Regions from separate parts of the Pan troglodytes genome. Here region 1 is linked to region 2. A link is a contact called in public HiChIP or PLAC-seq data. All regions are on one chromosome and are shown on one strand. Each heading gives the region's core, a stretch centred on a gene start, on an enhancer-like site or on the middle of the called end of the contact. The rest is flanking DNA. Distances are from core to core; before and after follow the strand shown.

Region 1 (6,205 bases), core at 1,358-3,857, 130 kb before region 2:
CCTCCACCGTTCACTAACCTTGCCATTGCCGCAGCAGCTCCCGCCCTGCCTGGAAGCGGGCCTTGGCAGCCTCCATGCGCACAGGCTGCTGGGTCAGGGAGAAGATCTGAGCAAAGTCAAAGGCACCCTGCCCATCCCACCAGCCCTTGGCCTGGGCATGAGTCCGCAGCTCCGGGTGTTGGGCCGAGATGTCCGTGCCAATGCTCAGCTGGTTGGAGATGTTGCGGGCCCCCTCTGTGGAGGAGATGGGGGAGTGGTTCATTTACCATTGAGCACCTATTCTATGCCAGGCACTGGGCGAGGTGCTGAGAACATGGTGGAGAAGAGAACTACCTACCCTCATGGAGCCTACGTTGTGGTGGGGGAGGCAGACAAAATAATCACAGAGATAAACGTAAGCATGCAACTGTGTTGAATGCGATGAAAAAGAAGTACCTGCTTGCATATAAGCAGGAAACCTGACCACCCAGGGAAGTCCAGGAAGGCTTCCCAGAGGAAGCAACAGGCTGTAGCACACGGAAGACTTAACCAAGTGAAGGGGAGGAGAATTCCCAAGTGGGCTCATCTCCCATCTCCCTGGATGTCCCGACAGGCTTGCACCTGGATCGGGCCCCTCCCTGCCCCTACCATCTCTCCCACTTCCCAAAGCTGGGAGAAAGGGAACACCTCACCCTGGATCCTCTGTGCAGCCCAGAGCCTCCCAGCTGTCTCCAGCACCCACGCCTCAGTGCGGTCAGCCAGCAGGAAGGTGCTATGGTAGGAGAATGGCGCAGCATCCTCCAGGCAGCCGCCCCCCTGCCCATAGTGCTCCAGTAACCCTGTGATCACATGCAAGGCCTCCTGGGCAGAGCTGCTCCGTTCCAAAGCCAGCCTGGCAAGAGAGAGGGCCAAGGGACAGAAGGGTGACAGAGGGATCAATGGCTGGTGGCAGAAGCTCCAGGGGACAGAAGAGGCCCGGAGAGGTTTGGTGATAGGCCCAAGTCACACAGCAAATCTGCTGGCACTGATCGTATCAAATGCAATTATGCCAGTGGCCTTCAATGCTCTGGTTCCATGTGCTATGCTTTGAGGGTTCCATGAAAAGGCCTGAAACACAGTTTCAGAGAGAGAAGTGTCCTGAGCCCCTAACCTCTCTCCACCCAGAGCTGCTCCATCCACTATTACTGGTTTTATAAATTGGGACTCTATGTAAGATTTCAACTGAAAATAAATAAATAACCACTGCTCTATTTCTGGGCCAGGAGAGGCCCAAAGGTGGCTGCTGCTGCAGCCTTCTTCACGAAGGCACAAGGGCAAAGTCTGCAGAGAGGAGGAGGCCCCTGTGAACCAGGCTGGGGGAGGGATGGATGGGCCCAGGTCAAAACTCAGCCCCTAGATTTCTGGTGTGTCAGGCAGATGAGGAAGGGCAGGGTCTGCACCTGAGTAGGTCCATGCCCAGCAGGGCTTCCCCCTCCCCAACTGGCTCCTTCGTCCACACAGCCTCGTTGCCAATGCAGACACCATGCTCGTTGGCGCCCATCTCAGCCCCCCATAGCCAAGAAGGACGGCTCAGAATCACAGCGTGCGTCTTCGACACCTGTTCCACTTCAATGTAGGTGCACTGGAGGTGAGGGAGGAGAAAGGAAGCGTCCACTCATAGAGGGGCGGCCCCTCGAGTGTGGCACTCTGCCAATTACCTTATAGATCCCTTTGAGGAAGGTCTCATTCCCATTTTACAGAAGAGGAAACTGAGGTAGACTGAGGCTACATAATGGGCTCAGGTCCAGGTTGGTAGACCTAAAGCTCATGCTCTTCCACTACTTCTGGCAGCCTCCCAGGTGTGGGGAGCAGGGATGAAGGTCTTAAAAGAATGCAGAGATCTGCCACACCTCCCAGCACCCCATAAAGTCTAACCCACCTGGAGCCGGCTCCCAGGAGTGTGAGTGCCTGCGGGGACAAACACCACCTCCTGCACCTCGTCCCGGGGTCGGTCCGAGTTCTTGGCAAAGATCACAGCCGGGATGGCTGAGGCCGGGGGCACGGAGACAAAGCAGTCGCAGGAACATGGGGAGTCAGGGCTCGACGATGCCATCTGGGGAGAGGCGGGCCTCTCCATAACCCTGGCCACGGCTCGGCCCCGAGGAGCAGCCTACCCCCACACGTGTAAAAGACGCGCAAGGAAGACACCGCCGTGGCTCCTGGACGCTCGGCGCACACACCATGCACAGGTGTGCGGGAACGGAGGTGCCCACCCTCTCCCCAGGCTCCAGGCTTGGGAGTCCGCAGGCGGGCACTCCGGGGGTCCCGCCCCCACTGGGAGTCCCGGCCCTTCGGAGCAGTCGTGGGACCGTCCCCCTCGCTACCCCACCAAGAGTCCTGCGGCCCTGCGCATGCCCAGATACCCGACCCTCTTCTGTCCAACCCTTCTCTCACCCCCAGTACTGTATTCCCCTCACCCTCTCTCCCTCCAAGACCCCAGCTCGGTCCCGGGTGCCACCTCCTCCGCTTCTGGCCAGGGCCGCCCCATTGGGCGGAGACTCTCAGGTGACCTGGAAGGCCTTCGGCCTCGGGGTCGGAGCCGGAACGGAGCCTGCAGCTCCGCCGTTTTCCACCAGGGCGCGCGCCTGCACCACTTCCCGGAGCAGAGCGGCCTTGCGAGTCCCACCTGGCTCCCTGTCCTACCCAGGCGCCCATTTGAGGCCTGACAAAGGCTGCTAACCCCACGGAGTCACTGCGGGGAGCGGGAGCTGGAGCTGGGGGTGGAAAGGATCCCGCGTGAAAAGGGAGACTTTGTCAGAGAAAGGGGACTGCTGGGACATCTGGAGATTAAGGAAGAACCTCAGATACTTGAGTCCTGGTTTGAATCCCAGAGGCGCAATCCCAGGCTGGAGGCGCCCAGGGGAATAAGATACAGAATACGAGAGTGGTGGAGGCTGGGTGCGGGGGGGCTCGCACCTGTAATCCCAGCACTCTGGGAGGCGGTGGTGGGAGGATCACTTGAACCCAGGAGTTCAACACCAGCCTGGGTAACACAGCAAGACCTCGCCTCTACAGAAAATATTTTAAAATTAGCTGGGCGTGGTGGTGCGTGCCTAGCTGCTCTGAAGGCTGAGGTGGGAGGATCTCTTGAGCCAGAGAGATTGAGGCTGCAGTGAGCCAAGATCACACCGCTGTACTCCAGCCGCGGTGACAGAGCAAGACCCTGTCTCTTAAAATAAATAAATAAGGGAAAGTGTGCACAAAACCCATCTGATCCCAGAGGACCTATCTGTCTGATAGTGCTCAAACCCATAGGAAGATCGCTTTAAAAGGAAATTTAGAACTTTCTAGTTCAAAGATTTGGTGCCTTTACCTGTAGTGAAACTGAAACCACAAAGAAGTCTTGGCCAAAGGTGACACACAGTCATGTGGAGGTACACTCTGATCCCAAATGTTTTGATTTTCAGTTCATTTTTCTCTACAAACCGTCTCTCCATAGCCATCATTAAGACAAATGCATCTTACACCCTTTTGCTCTGTGGAGCCCTCCAGAATGGAGAGAGGGGAGATGCTGTAGGTTATCTGCTTCCAGGGGTTGCACTGAATCTATAGATGGCTTTGAGTAGTATGCACATTTTAGCAACAGTAATTCTTCCAATCCGTGAGCACGAAATATCTTTCCATGTCTTTGTGTCTTCTTCAGTTTCTTTCATCAATATCTTATTTTCAGAGTACAGATCTTTCACCTCTTTGGTTAAATTTATTCCTAAATATTTTATTATTTTGATAGCTATTGTAAATGGGACTATCTTCTTGATTTCTTTTTTGTATAGTTTGTTATTAGTGTATAGGAACACTATTGACTTTTGTACATTGACCTTGTATCCTCTGACTTTACTGTATTTGCTTGACAATTCTAACAGTGGGCCGGGTGTGGTGGCTCATGCCTGTAATCCTAGCACTTTGGGAGGCTGAGGTGGGCGGATCCCCTGAGGTCGGGAGTTCGAGACCAGCCTGGCTCACATGGAGAAACCCCATCTCTACCAAAAATACAAAATTAGCCAGGCGTGGTGGCACATGCCTGCAATCCCAGCTACTTGGGAAGACTGAGGCAGGAGAATCAATTGAACCTGGGAGGCGGAGGTTGCAGTGAGCTGAGATCGCGCCATTGCACTCCAGCCTGGGCAACAAGAGCAAAACTCCGTCTCAAAAAAAAAAAAAAAGAAAGAAAGAAAGAAAGAAAACAATTCTAACAGTGTTTTAGTGGAGTTTGGCCTTCTTTCAAGCCTACTCTGCTAGGGTGCTGGCGGTCAGTCACGCTAGGATTAATGGGAAGGTGAAGGCTGTTTCTGATACAGTGTCGGGGAGGGGTTGTGAGGTTGCCAATTAATGTCATTCCAGAAGCAAACATCGAAGCTGTGTGCTGAGAAATCTGGGCACCTGAAGCAGCTTGCAGGAAGGCGGGTTCATCTCCTGCAGTTCCCCGGCTTCCCACTGTGGGGCGGAAACAGGCAGGAGGAGAGGCAGAGAGAGGCCACAGCGCACCCCCAGGTTGCAGTTCCCAGGCTGTCTTCTTCTCTGTCACTTTCTCATTTCTTATTTCATTCACCCACCCTAGAGGTTAGGAGTAGATTCTACTTCCACTTCCCAGGAGAGGAACCCAGAGAGCCAGCCCAGATGTTCTGATTTCCCTAACCCCTTCCTTGGCCCTCCATGATCCTCCTGCCAGGCACCCCATCTGAGGGGGGTCAGAGGTGGCTTTGGGTTCCGTCGTCGGGGGGATGGGGGGCAGGCCAGCCAGGCAGCATTTCCAGCAAGGAAGCAAGTGTCAGAGCCCCACCAAAGGCCCCTGCTAAGAATGCAGGTCAGCGGGAGGAGCTGCATGGGGAGGAGGGGTGGCCCCAGCCCTGCCCAGACAGGCCCAGCCGGCCGCACAGCTGCCCTCCTGTCCCTGGGGGCAGCGATGGGGGTAAAGGAGGAGGGGACTCACCAAGTTCCTGGGGTCTAACTCCCCTAGAACCAGGAAGACAAAAGAGGCACCTGGAGGAGTGGGGCTGGCATAAGGTCTTGGGAAAACACTCCTGTCCTTCCTCCTCCCAGCCTTCTAAATCTAGCAGCAGGTGGAAACAAAACAATTGGCCCCAAACCAGTCTGGTTTCCTCTACAACCCCTAAATCATTCATTCTGATGCCCCTATCCTAAGGTAGCCATAAACATTGTGACCCCAGGATCCCAAATTAAGTTATGGGATGGGCCAGCCTGAGTACCAGATTTGGCTTCGAGAAATTGGGTTAGGGTTAGAGTGGTGGATCTAGAAATCCCACTAGGGGAAAATAATACTTTTGGCAAAAAGGTAGAATGAGGTGAAAGAACACAGTAACCCCTGCCCCCCAGCCCCCTTGGAGCCCAAAACCTATCTTCTGTCAACCTTCCTGGCTTTGGGGCTCTGGAATCATGAGGCTTTCTACTCATTTGATGTGAATTAGGCACCAACTTTGTATCAAGCACTGGGAGGCCTGGGAAGATGTGTACAGATAGATATTTCTGCATATCTCTGGGGGCGGGTGCACGTGGGTCCAGTGCGGGTATGTTTGTGTGCCTTGTGGTTGTGTAACCATGGTGGGTCTCTAGCTGTGAGCTACAGTAGGAGCCTTTCCCTCATACTTTCCAGCTGGGCGGGAGCCCATCAGATAGCTCGGCTGCCTTTCATCGCCTTGTCCCTGATAAGGATCATCCTGGGTGAAGTAATCACTGCCAGTCACCCCCAGCTCAGTCACAGGCAGGGGATGGACTGACATGCACCCTCCATGGGGATGGAGTGAGGGAGCCAGTGCCTGGGAAAGAGGGAACCAGTGTTCTTAGCAGGGGAAGGGAAAGAAGGGGCTTGTATGTGGAAGAGGAAAGAGATATCTAGAAACTTCTCATAACCACAGGTATGAGACCAGGGAGGGACAGCCCGGGTATCAACCCAGAGGAAGAACCTCCCTCCTTCTGTACCAGCCACCTCTGGGGCAGGATCAGACCCCAGCTCCAACCCAACTCAATAGACATGAGGCTTTCCAAGGGGCTGCAGGATCACTGGGAAGCATCCACCCCACTCTGTGGCCCAGACCTGGTCCTCACTGCTGAGGGACACTGAGTCAAAAAGGAAACAGAGCTGGAACACAAAGGAAGCATGATGTAGTTGATGACTTTATTGCATAAAAAACACAGGCTGTTTCTCCCTCCTCCTACCCCCTCAAAGTGA
Region 2 (6,072 bases), core at 1,185-3,684:
GGTTCAAGCAGTTCTCCTGCCTCAGCTTCCAGAGTAGCTGGGATTACAGGCGTACGCCACCACGCCCAGCTAATTTTTGTATTTTTAGTAGAGATGGGGTTTCACCATGTTGATCAGGCTGATCTCAAACTCCTGACCTCGTGATCCACCCGCCTCAGCCTCCCAAAGTGCTGAGATTACAGGCGTGAGCCACCGTGCCCGGCGTGTTTTTTGTTTTTTTCAGAGATGGGATTTCACCATGTTGATCAGGCTGGTCTCGAATTCCTGACCTTAGGTGATCCGCCTGTCTCAGCCTCCCAAAAGTGCTGGGATTACAGGCGTGAGCCACCGCGCCCGGCCCATGTATGATATTTCATATAGGGAGAGTTTACAAAGCATGAGAAATATAGCCACAGTATGTTGTAAACTGTCATGAGTTACTAGTGTTTATTTAAGCCTCTAAACAAAAATACCCTGAGATAGGATAGCTGTTATCTCCATGTGGGGAAACTGTGGCTATCAGATAGGTTATAGAAATGGTCCAAGACCTCACTGGGCAGAATCTAGGTCTTCCCGCTGCTGTATCACACTATGCATTTCAATCAAAAATTTACTAAGCCTCAAGTGTTGTGCTGTGGTGAACAGGAGCTGGGGAAGGAATATTTAGAAATGGCATACCCAGGGCCGGGCGCGGTGGCTCACGCCTGTAATCCCAGCACTTTAGGAGGCCGAAGCGGGAGAATCACGAGGTCAGGAAATCGAGACCATCCTGGCTAACACGGTGAGACCCCGTCTCTACTAAAAATACAAAAAAATTAGCCAGGCGTGGTGGCGGGCGCCTGTAGTCCCAGCTACTGGGGAGGCTGAGGCAGGAGAATGGCGTGAACCCAGGAGGCAGAGCTTGCAGTGAGCCGAGATCGTGTCACTGCACTCCAGCCCGGGCGACAGAGCGCGACTCCGTCTCAAAAAAAAAAAAAAAAAAAAAAAAAAGAAAAGAAAAGGCATACCCAGCGCTGTGAGATCCTGGGGGATCTGGCCTCAGCCTACCCTCCCTCCTTACTCTACCCACTTCTTGGCCAATCTCAGACTTTCCCTTAGCTTCAGCCACCACTCGGACCACATATTAGCCAGCTTGTGACTCTCCAAGCTATATCTCCAGCCCCGACAACTCCCTCGAACTCCAAAATTATAGACCCAAGTGCCTTCTGCACACTTTCCATCTGGGGGTCTCCCAGCATTGCCAGACTAGGTTCAAAGCTAGACCCCCTCCTCCCCAACACCTGCTCAGCATCCTGCATCCCTGTCTCAGGTGGTGGTTCCTACCTAATCACCTAGGTGTCATCCTTAGTGTCTCTCTCCTCCACCCAAACAGCCAATCAATTGCCAAGTCCTATACATTTTCCTCCTAAATATTCCTCAGATCCAGCCCTTCTCCTTCCTCCTCATATCTTGTGTCCCAGCTCAGGCTATAATCCCTCGATAACAACCTCCTTCCAGCCTCCTTGTCCCCAGTCTTATCTCCCATGCATCCATCATCCCAGCAGCCTATCTGTACAGGTTCCTCCCTGCCTCAAACCCCTTCTGTGATTCCTCTGTCTGAAAGGATGAAGTCCAAGTTCCTTAATAAGGCTCCCTTTGATATGGCCTTTCCACCCTTACAGCCTCTCCTCTAGCCACTCGCTGCCTCAAACCATCTACGGCATAGAGGTTGGCCTGCCCGCGGAGCCGACTTCATCTTGAAATTCTTCATCATTTTGTAACAAGCAGCTGTGCATTTCCATTTTGCACTGGACCTCACAAATTACGTTGCCCGTCCTGCCTTCCTGTTGTTGCTTGCACCCCTCTTGCAGTTTGTGGCCACCTAAGCTTCGTCTGTGTAGTTTCCTCCACCTAAAACTCCTCTTCCCACATCACCCAGCTATCTTCAGCTCTTCGTTTAGACTCAGTGTAGGTGTTCTCTTTGGGACGTCTCACCGACTCTCCTCCCTCCCCTTCCCTGCCCTAATCGCCCAACACGTTGCAGGTGCTCAACCATGTCTATTAGAGAAACTGAATGAGAAGGCAAAGCATGACAAGTGCCACAAGAGACCTGCACACTGCTCTGGATGGTAAAGCGACGCAAGGAGGGAAGAAGGTATTTGCAACGGCCTCCCAGATCGGCGCTAGGACCCCGCCAGCAGACGCCTCAATCTGCGTGGAGAGGACCCAGTGCCCGCCAGGGGAAGCGGCTGCCAGGCTGGGCTCTCGAGCGCCGCCTGTCGCAATCGCACGGCCGCTGCAGCGCACCCCCTCCCGTCCCCTGCCCTGAGCCCGCCTCGCGTCTCCAATTGGCTGTCTCCATTCTCCCGCCCCTCCCGAGCTCAGCCATTCGGAGCCTGGGGTGGGCGGGGCTTGAGGCCTGAGTGGAGCGTAAACCCTGATTGGCTGTACGGAAGGCGGCGACGTGGCCGAAGGAGGCCCGTTTGTGTCTAAACGGAGGCTCGGCCACAACGCCACTGGATTGGTGGTAGGGCGGGGCGGGCCACAGTCTCCAGCCTGAAGCGGAAGTGGAGAAAAGATGGAGGTGTGGGGACAGGAGCTGGGTGTGCTGGGGACTGGCCGCGGACCCCTAACCTGTGTCTCCGGTCTCCCTCCGGGAGCGGCTCAACCCAGCCCATCGCTCTGGCCCCGTTCTGGCCCTGCAGGGTGGTGGCTGGGACGTTGAAATGAGCGCGCGAGTGGTATGTCCTCTCTCCGCGCTCACGCCCCCCTCCCCACCGTGTTTCCCGCCAGGACCATCAGCACGTGCCCATCGACATCCAGACCAGCAAGCTGCTCGGTAGGAGGGGGCGCCACCGCGCAGCTGGCTGTCGGGGGGAGGCCTGTGCGTTGCCCCCTGTGTCCAATAGCCGGGAGCTCTGACACCCGAAAGCCTGAGTCGAGATGCTGACCACTGGCCTCGTTCTATGCCCCATCTGTGGCCAGACCTGCTTCCCTGATAGCAGCGGGAACGAACCATATGTACAGTCTGTTTGACCTGCGTTTTCTCCTTTAATAACATATGTTATCGTATCATTCAGGGACAGGATAAATGACTCGCTTTAAAAACAGTCAACCACGGCCGGGCGCGGTGGCTCATGCCTGTAATCCCAGCACTTTGGGAGGCCGAGGCGGGCGAATCACCTGAGGTCGGGAGTTCGAGACCAGCCTGACCAACATGGAGAAACCTTGTCTCCATGTCTCCATGACTAAAAATACAAAAAAATAAAAATAAAAAGTAGCCGGGCATGGGAGCACATGCCTGTAATCCCAGCTACTCGGGAGGCTGAGGTGGGAGAATTGCTTGAACCCGGGAGGCAGAGGTTGCGGTGAGTGGAGATCTCACTATTGCACTCCAGCCTGGGCAACGAGAGCGAAACTCCATCTCAAAAAGAAGACAAAAAACAGTCAACCACTAAGTGGCACATCTGAATTGGAACTTAAGTCTGTCTGACCCACTGTCCATGCCTTTTGCATTATGCCAGGAAAAAAAAAAAAAACCTCATTTAAAAAGCTTCCACCTCCCCCTTGATTTTAGGAGGAAGAGGGACCTAAGACCCAGTTGCAAATGAAAACCTTTTAGTGTCCAGGCCATCTCCAGGTTGTCTGTATGGGGCCTACATACCTCCTCCCCAGTTCATAGTCAGGGAAGGCCTCTTCATCTGATCACACAGCTCCTGGCATTTTAAAATGCTTATTGGATTCATGGATTTGATGCCAATCTTGTCCTTAAGATGGTGTCTGTTTGACTACCCCAGTCCGTTGCTTCTAGTTCTGTGACATCAACAGAATTTTTCTTTCTGAAAACTTTACAGGAATATAGCAGAGAGAGTATAACTGATACTAGTGTGGGACCCCAGCGTTTGACCGGTTGGCAGAGTTCAAGTTCTGAATTCACCACTCTGTAGTGCCATTTAGTCAGTCCTGCTTGGTGGTCACGGGGGAAGCTTCTTTAGCCTCCCTTCAGATTTGTACTGGCCCTTCAGCCCATGTGCAGTCTTGGTGTGTGAGCTTGTTCTTGGTCATGAAAAGGACCAATAAAATGACCACCATTCATTGAGGGTTTTTTTTTGTACCAGGTGCTGTTTTAGGCACTTGACATGATAAAAATGATCACTATGATTTTTTGAGTCCTTGCCGTGTCTCAGGCACACTGTTCAGTGTTTTACCTGCATTCCCTTTTCTAGTCAGTGTCTTACTATTCCCCATTTTACATGTGGGAAAACTGAGGCACAGAATAGTAGACTTGCTCAAGAAACTTGATAACGAGAACCCAGGACCATCTGGCCACAAAGCTCAGCTCTTAGCTCTCACTGAGGAAATATGCATGGCTCTGAAGCCACAAATCTGGGCCCAGACTTTGAGAGGTCAGTCCCATTGGTATTCACATGTACAGGGTGGTACTTCACTGTTCACAATAGAGTCATGTTATCTAGTCCTTAGGGCGCTGTAGGTATTAGGGGCTTTGCAGCTGTTCATTCATCCAGTACTTGGCATAACCATCTTGTATTTTCCATTGTCATGGTTAATCCCAGCCCTGAGGAAATGGAAGTTGAGCAGCATCCTCTTGTCAGGAAGAAAGATATAATTACTCATAGAAGCAAAAATACTATGGGGAATTGAGAATGGTCAAAAGTGGCACTTTCAGGACCAATTTAAACTTTTTGTTATCCCTTTGTTGAGGCAATTGCTCTATAAAAATCACACTGCTAATGAAGTCAGATTGTCAGAGCCTGGTTTAGCCCCAGGCATCTCTTTGGGCTTGTCTTTATTCCCATCTTCCCATGACCCCCATACTTTAACCAATGTAAAGAAAACTTTTAGACTAATTTCAGTGTATTTCACTCGAATTAGTGATGGAATTTTGGTGATGTGAATGGGAATGCTCTAATTTGGGTGCTTCTCACGTAGATTGGCTGGTGGACAGAAGGCACTGCAGCCTGAAATGGCAGAGTCTGGTGCTGACGATCCGCGAGAAGATCAATGCTGCCATCCAGGACATGCCAGAGAGCGAAGAGATCGCCCAGCTGCTGTCTGGGTCCTGTGAGTGCTTAGGGGCTGTCACTGGAGTCCCCTCTTTGCTGAGGTAGTATGTATCAGCTGAGCTACTCTCTTGTTATTTAGCCACCAGGGCTGGCCTTTAGAGAGGGAGCGATTTTTATTTGAGGTATAGATGCTGGCTTCTTCCACTATGAAATGATTTAGGGAAAAGCTACACACTAAAGTTACTGGCAGTATATTATACATGAATCAGCCACCTGCAGTGCCCAGAGTAGGTGAAGAAGATACTTTAGTTCTCAAAATCCCGTCTCTTGCTTTCTAGACATTCACTACTTTCACTGCCTAAGAATCCTGGACCTTCTCAAAGGCACAGAGGCCTCCACGAAGAATATTTTTGGCCGATACTCTTCACAGCGGATGAAGGCAAGTGTGGGCCAAGGGCTGGTAGTATGTGGTTGGGGACATCCAATCCGAGGAGTCATAGCCTCTGTGGTCTCTCTGAGGCTCCAGTGGGGATGCCTACATAGAATATTTCCTGAACTTTCACTCTGTCTCTATAGTTTACTCCAAAAGTGGATCCTATCCCTGAGTTTAATTTTCAAACCCACTGCTTTAGGGATTGCCTGCACTCTTAAAATGGGTGGTCCAGCCAGCAGAGTTGAAAGAAGGACAAGGAGTTTCTGTTTGATGTGATGTAAAGGCTGGGAGAACTTACCCTGTTTAGGGATTGAGCTGGGATGTGGCTGTCGAGTGCTTTTCTGGCTTAACATTGTTTTTCTGTTCTTACTCAGGATTGGCAGGAGATTATAGCCCTGTATGAGAAGGACAACACCTACTTAGGTAAAGTGGCCCGGCCTGGGAGCCCTGGTATCCATGGGGAAGCCCACTCTCAGAGTTCTGAGATACCAGGCTTATAGGAGGCACAGTCTGTGAGTGGGAAGAGACTGGAGTGTAGATGTTGCCTGTTTGTAGGTGGTAAAATCAATTGTTTTTGATGGAATTGATTTTCCCTGGGTGGAGTGCTGGGGGAAGGAGGAGGTCCAGGCCGGTAGTGGGCATTCGCCGTGCCTCAGC

The links. HiChIP or PLAC-seq counts read pairs in DNA pulled down with a chosen protein or histone mark.
Region 1: a contact with region 2 is called in an H3K4me3 HiChIP or PLAC-seq map of stem cell-derived excitatory neurons, with 4 times the contacts expected there. The contact joins the promoter of SCRN2 here to the promoter of CDK5RAP3 in region 2. A contact is called at or near these places in 1 of 7 Hi-C or Micro-C datasets (stem cell-derived neural progenitor cells) and 1 of 1 datasets of contacts at active chromatin or transcription factors (stem cell-derived excitatory neurons).

Annotation. Positions count from the first base shown.
Region 1 is chr19:20,247,738-20,253,942 of NHGRI_mPanTro3-v2.0_pri, reverse strand. It overlaps SCRN2 (secernin 2), which reads right to left and starts at 2,607. Exons shown (of 8, transcript XM_063799576.1): 1 at 2,436-2,607; 2 at 1,898-2,071; 3 at 1,419-1,600; 4 at 672-871; 5 at 19-234. The coding sequence starts at 2,071. It overlaps SP6 (Sp6 transcription factor), which reads right to left. Exons shown (of 2, transcript XM_016931561.3): 2 at 6,138-6,205.
Region 2 is chr19:20,119,313-20,125,384 of NHGRI_mPanTro3-v2.0_pri, reverse strand. It overlaps CDK5RAP3 (CDK5 regulatory subunit associated protein 3), which reads left to right and starts at 2,434. Exons shown (of 15, transcript NM_001279879.1): 1 at 2,434-2,542; 2 at 2,752-2,797; 3 at 4,909-5,040; 4 at 5,321-5,421; 5 at 5,790-5,838. The coding sequence starts at 2,537.